Linked DNA regions of Mus musculus: region 2 is linked to region 1. A link is a contact called in public Hi-C data. All regions are on one chromosome and are shown on one strand. Each heading gives the region's core, a stretch centred on a gene start, on an enhancer-like site or on the middle of the called end of the contact. The rest is flanking DNA. Distances are from core to core; before and after follow the strand shown. Region 1 has its middle 120 kb from the start of Mir680-3. Region 2 has its middle 23 kb from the start of Gm26071.

Region 1 (2,963 bases), core at 379-2,878:
ATCTCATGTATTCCATCACTTGTTCAGACAAATATTATTTCTGCTTCATAAAACACGGTTTTATTAACAGAATTAATTCTGATTTATTGTCTGTATATTTAGTCGGTGAATACTTGAGCTGGTGAACAATTTTGACAGAGTTTTTCAGATTTTAGTTTGGGGAGATGTTTAAAAAAATGTAATAACAGACGAGGCAATTTCATACTAAAAGGATTGAGGTCCTTCTCTACAAGGGTTAATGCGCATGCGCTTCACTTTTGGTTTTATTTAAAAACTCCACCTTGGTTGATTTTTTTTTTTTCCTATCGTCCTTTCACTTCCTTCTAAATTTTATTTTCAAAGTGCAATGTTCCTATTAATTCTTTGCAAGTTACCCAGTATTGTTTTGGGAACACACAGGTATATATTTTATATACAATCTGACAGCAGCTTTGTCCCCCAACAGCCATCAAGGAGTCGTTGGGGTTTAAGAGGTGCGAGGTGCGAAAGCAGCCGGGTATGGTGGCGCATGCCTTTAATCCCAGCACTCGCGAGGCAGAGGCAGGCAGATTTCTGAGTTTGAGGCCAGCCTGGTCTACAAAGTGAGTTCCAGGACAGCCAGGGCTATTCAGAGAAATCCTGTCTCGAAAAACAAACAAACAAACAAACAAACAAACAAACAAACAAACAAACAAACAGGTGTGAAAACCCCAGTCTGCAGGTGCAAAGGGGTCCTCACACAGCATTTCTAGTAAACTTGGGGTGTCCCGTTGACCCTAGGTTAAGTTTTGTTTTCTCCTTAAAGAAAGAGCAGGCACTTGTGATCCGTTTGTGCCAGGCTTCTCCTTGGAGTTCCCTGAAAATTCTGGCGTCCTTTCAAACCCTTGGGGTTCTCTTCCCCAGACTCCCAAGTGGGCACCAGAACCTCTTTTTCATATTTCATAGCGTTTCTCTCATCCCTTCATTTTCTTGAATCCAGTTTGCCACCCTGCCGCATCCTTTTCTATCTCCACGGTGAACTAAACTCACTAAGGGTTTTCCACTGGGGATTTGTCGGTTTTCTTTTCCGTTTATTTTTAGCCTACTGTAGTGCTATTAAATCCAGACTTCCTCCCAGTTAATCCCGATTTCTGTGGATTATCTCATCCTATCCAAACACACTTGCCAAATATACCGTCTTCCTCTTGGCGTGGGTCAATCCCCCTGATCTTTTATGAGCCGCACTGAGACCTTTGAAGTACAAGTCCCTCTCCCCACTGCTGGCAGCTGGCAGATGAACAGCTGCCTGAGGCAGATGGGGGGATGGGCAGGCATGGTTGCCAGAAAACTGTGGCACGGTAAACAATGCAGAATCCCTCGCCAAAGCCTTTTCTCTTTACTGTTTGGCTTTGAGAGCCATGAGGTAAGCTATTGAAAGAAGCTTCAATTGTGAAACACTAGGATCTTACCCAAATATGTAAGCCCAGAATCATCTTTGCTAGAAAGACATTTTTATAAGGAAATCACTGTCACTGTAGATACCCTTTTTGGCTGGGAGAATCTATTTGCTCTGACTCTCAAAAATTAACGTGGATAGGTCTGAACTGATCGTAACCACCACTGTGGATCTTGCCAGAAGTAAACAGAACTTAGCCATTTCCGAGCAATAGGGACTGCATAGAAGGTGGAACGTACAGAAGGGAGACACCATATCTGGGGTCAAGATGTCTGAAATTACCTTTGTGTAGAGTACTGAGTTAGTTTAAATTGACTGGTAGCCAAGTGCTAAGCAACCATGTAAAGGCCCAAGGGAAGCCAGTAAGATCTGATTGGGAACGTCTGTATAGATGGCTAACGCTTTATGGTGCCTGGATGAGCAATCAATAAGCCAATTATCATAGGTGATCAGAAGCTTCTATGTTAACTTTGCAGCTGACAGACAGGCTTAACTGTGCTGCATAGGGGGCATCAAAAGGTTTCTGGGGAAAGTATTTGCATACAAAGGTTACTCGTACCATTTATGTGCACATGAAGAATACATCAAGGCCTAAGTTCTCTATCCCTCAACCAGTGTCCAAGAGCTGATCATTAAAGAATACTGTGACCAGCTCAGCCATTGGTTAATATGTGAAAGAACACATTTCAAATTGCCCAACATTTGCTATTCAAATATTAGGCTCTGCCGCTGGAAGGCTGTTCTAGCTTGCTCAGTGTGTTTTTCCTGTGGCAAGCAAGAGCTTTCAAAGGACAGAGCAGGCATTTTAGGGAGCCTACATTCCAGGGTACTTTTTTGCCTGTTGTTAATGAAGACTTGTGTAGTTTTAACCACTTGAACTGTGGGAGGGTTTTGTGTGAGATTTGCTTTCATCGTAAGACAATAGTTTTTACTGGGTAGATAACTTCTAAACCGGCTTTCAGCAGCCATAAAGACAAAGGATGGAGTGTTGTCATTTGTATTGTGAGTGCTCAGTTCAAATTCTTTGTCTTGCAAAAAGTTTATGTGGAAAAATTTTACATCTTTAAATATTTATATTTTTAAGTTCAGTGTCTTGATGCCTGGTGTGATCCTTGTGTGATGGTAAATGGCTGTGCACATGGGAGATGGAAACAGGACGACTGAAGAGTTCAAGGTCAGCCTGGGCTACAGAAGACCTTGTTTTAAAATAAAAAACAAACACCATAACAAGAATAAAAATTGAAATTAGTAGCTGGGGTTGTTTCCAGCAACCCAAGTAACACAATTTTAAAAATGGGGTACAGAATTAAACAGAGAATTCTCAAGAGAGAAACCTTGAATGGCCAACAAGCACTTAAAGACATGTTCAAAGTCCTTAGTCATCAGGGAAATACAAATCAAAACAGCTCTGAGATTCCATCTTATACCCATCAGAGAGGCTAAGAGATAGCACATGCTGGAGAGGACATAGGGAAAGGGGAACACTCCTCCATTGCTGGTGGGAGTACAAACGTGTTCAGCCGCTTTGGAAATCAATGTGATGTTTTCT
Region 2 (2,914 bases), core at 264-2,763, 100 kb after region 1:
ACCAGCTGGAAGAAATTAAATAGGCAAAGCAGGCCAGTCAGCTTGTGTTTGGGACATTGAAACACAGCTTGAGGCATTGCACATTTACACTAAGCAAGATCTATAACCTTTGTCAGGCTTTGAACTGAACTGACGACATGACTTATTTAAGAAGCGTTAGTAACTGGGAACGTGTTGAACTAGGAATGTCAAGACCAATACTGAAGATGTTTTCTTACACCAAAGACTTTGTATTGTGAAGATTGCTAGTCAGTGGCACACGGTCCTGGATCTGGGTAGAATTCTAAGTGATCTGAAGGATGGGTGATTGACTGTATCCCCAGAGTAGTTTAAAAAGACAGAATCCTTGTAAAAAGAAAAATGTTGCACGTGTTGTCTGGAGTAAATGTAAAGCTGGCAAGAGGTGGGCAGGCCTTCAATGACACATTTATTCCTGGGACAGAAACATGGGGTTCAGTGTCCTTGAGTCCCTACAGCATGCATCTGTGAATACTGGACAACTCAAACACAAAACCACAGCACCACCTAGAATACACTGGGAAACACAAGAGTCACCCATCTTTCCCAAAGAGCTTCCTTTGATGTTGTGGATAGATTTCAATGATGCCATATCATTCCATGTTGAAGGTTCATTATTCCCCAATATAATCAAACTGTGGTTGTCCTCTTTATTGTCAAAGTGTGTTAAGTTGAGAAATAAGAAGAACCATCACAGGTAGCAAAAGAATAGGAATTCACAGAAATAAGAGCCAGAAGTCATAAGGTGAATTTGTGAGTTTGGTGAGATATTAAGTATATTTTAATTCCTTAATATTTATATAAAGAGCATTTCAGGTTTCAATATTAAACAAACTATCCAAATTTCAAAAAAAGAAACAAAGCAAATGACTGAAGATTTGCTTTCAATGATTAGTGCTAGGAAACAATAGAAAACTAAAAATAACTACATCTAAGCACTTAAATTTACAATTTACCTAGTTACACTTACACAAAGAAGGAAAAGTACACCAGACATAGGATTAAAGAAACATATATCTAAACTTTTAAAATTTATTTTTTAAAAAGAGAAGTGGATCACATGTTCAGGAAATTATTTATAAAGATTCAAGATGGACAAATAAGACACCTAGCACTCACCTCTTCTTTCCCCAAAGAACCAAAATAATAGACACACATGTGGTTGTGTTTTTGAGGTTAGTGACCAGAGGGGAACACAGTAAACAAGACAGAGCCTAGACTATTGCAAGACTTAGAAAACTTAGCCTATTAGTGATAACACCACAGACAGAGAAACAAAAATTCCCTAGGACTGCCATCACGGTTCCAAAGCCAGGGGACGGTGAATTTCCTTCTCAAAGGTCAGGGTGAAAGAGAAAGTTCCAGAAAACACCACCAGTGAGGAAACTGGAAACTTTCACAATAGTTTTAGACTTTCAGTAAATTAGGCAACCTCAGTCGACTCAGTGCATTTGGGAAAGTATCTTACATCATCTCCCAGTTATGTGCAGGCTACGAACCAAGAGTTTTCCTGAGAAGTTGAGTTGTTGTTTGACCTTGGGCTCCTCCCAGAAGTTAGAAATATCTGCCTGTTCTCATCTTTGGGACTCCAAAGTTGGCACTGGCTCAGAGGACAGGTTTCTCAAAAACCCATCAATGTGATTGTAAACCAAACCCACTAGATTCACCACACTGGATGTGGAATGGCTATTGAAGTATGTAGGGGAACAGAATTGCTACCCTTGAGATTGGATGAGGCCAGAGCATTTGTCCTCTGAACTACAAGTAGACATGATCCAGGGTCAGACCAAAGGCAGCCACTCACAGTATTCTCCTGAGCCATTGCTCAGGTACCTGCTGCTCAGAAGCTTGAAAGGAATATGGTTTCTAGTGCTACCACACCTAATGTAGCATGCTGAGGCAACTGTGAGAAACTGGCTGCTTCTAGGCATCATCCTGCTCTGCTGCCTAGCTTCTGCTTATACAATGCAGAGGCAAGGGTATGTAAACCCCCAACTGACATCAGTCTTAGCTACTTTTCATGTGAAGAGACACCATGATCAAGAAAACTTATAGAAGATAGCATTTAGTTGGGTGTTGCAGGAAATATTAAAATCCAACCTGCTCATTCACACTTGTGCCAGCAACTCTGTCCTAGTGGCAGCCTGGCTGGCCATGCACTGGCCGGCAATGGCTGACCTGTTTTTATCTCATGGCAACTCTGACTCAGAGCTCCACAATCTCTCCACCCAGCTCACTAGGTACCAACTGGCAGGTTGTTACCACACTAGCCCCGCTTCAAAAACCTCAGGCAATCCCATGTTTTGCCACCATACCTTTCTCTTTTGAACCCAGGAAAGCAACCACATGAAGGAAAATGCAATACAGACTTAGTTTAAAAACAACAGTAACTCAATTGTTGGGCACAACAACTAAAATCTTAATATTGTAAGCCTTGTTAAATCTAAATCCTCCTGGTGTCGAAACCTGACAGATCCACCATTGAAACTGGGAGACACTTGTAATTACATCTTGTCCTCCCGCTATCCCCATCCAAAAGGGCCTAACTCTTTCCTGCTTCCTCTCTTCTTCCATTCATTCTGGAAGTCCCGCATACTTATCCAGTGATTGGCTCCTTTATTCATTAGGGGATTGGTTCACAAAAAGTCACTTGAGTAGTGACTAACTCCTTGTCTGCAACCCCTCCCAGGAGAGGGGAATTAGCATAAAAATACAATTAGCATCAGGCCATTCCACAACAATTGGGTACCTGCTTAGTTTCAGAGGGTTAGGCCATGATTAACATGGCAGGAAGCAGTGTGGTGGCAAGCAGTCAGACAGGCAGATAAGGCTCTGAAACAGTAACTGAGAGTTTCTGAAAGATAGGGGATGAATAGAAGAAGAGAGGGAGGAGAAG

The links. A called contact is a pair of places that touch in the nucleus more often than the background predicts.
Region 2: a Hi-C map of liver shows a contact between it and region 1, with 1.7 times the contacts expected there. The contact joins two enhancer-like sites. A contact is called at or near these places in 5 of 484 Hi-C or Micro-C datasets (brown adipocytes, cortical neurons, cumulus cells and 2 more) and 3 of 115 datasets of contacts at active chromatin or transcription factors (bone marrow-derived dendritic cells, heart atrium and neural progenitor cells).

What each region holds. Positions count from the first base shown.
Region 1 is chr12:35,312,128-35,315,090 of GRCm38.p6, forward strand. No RefSeq gene overlaps it. Among named protein-coding and RNA genes, the nearest start is that of Mir680-3, 120 kb to the left of the region's middle. Within about 2 kb of position 1,629, at least 20 of the 459 cell types and tissues checked have an H3K27ac peak or open chromatin away from gene starts, as enhancers often do. A contact at or near this core is called in liver, where this site is marked.
Region 2 is chr12:35,416,693-35,419,606 of GRCm38.p6, forward strand. No RefSeq gene overlaps it. Among named protein-coding and RNA genes, the nearest start is that of Gm26071, 23 kb to the right of the region's middle. Within about 2 kb of position 1,514, at least 36 of the 459 cell types and tissues checked have an H3K27ac peak or open chromatin away from gene starts, as enhancers often do. A contact at or near this core is called in liver, where this site is marked.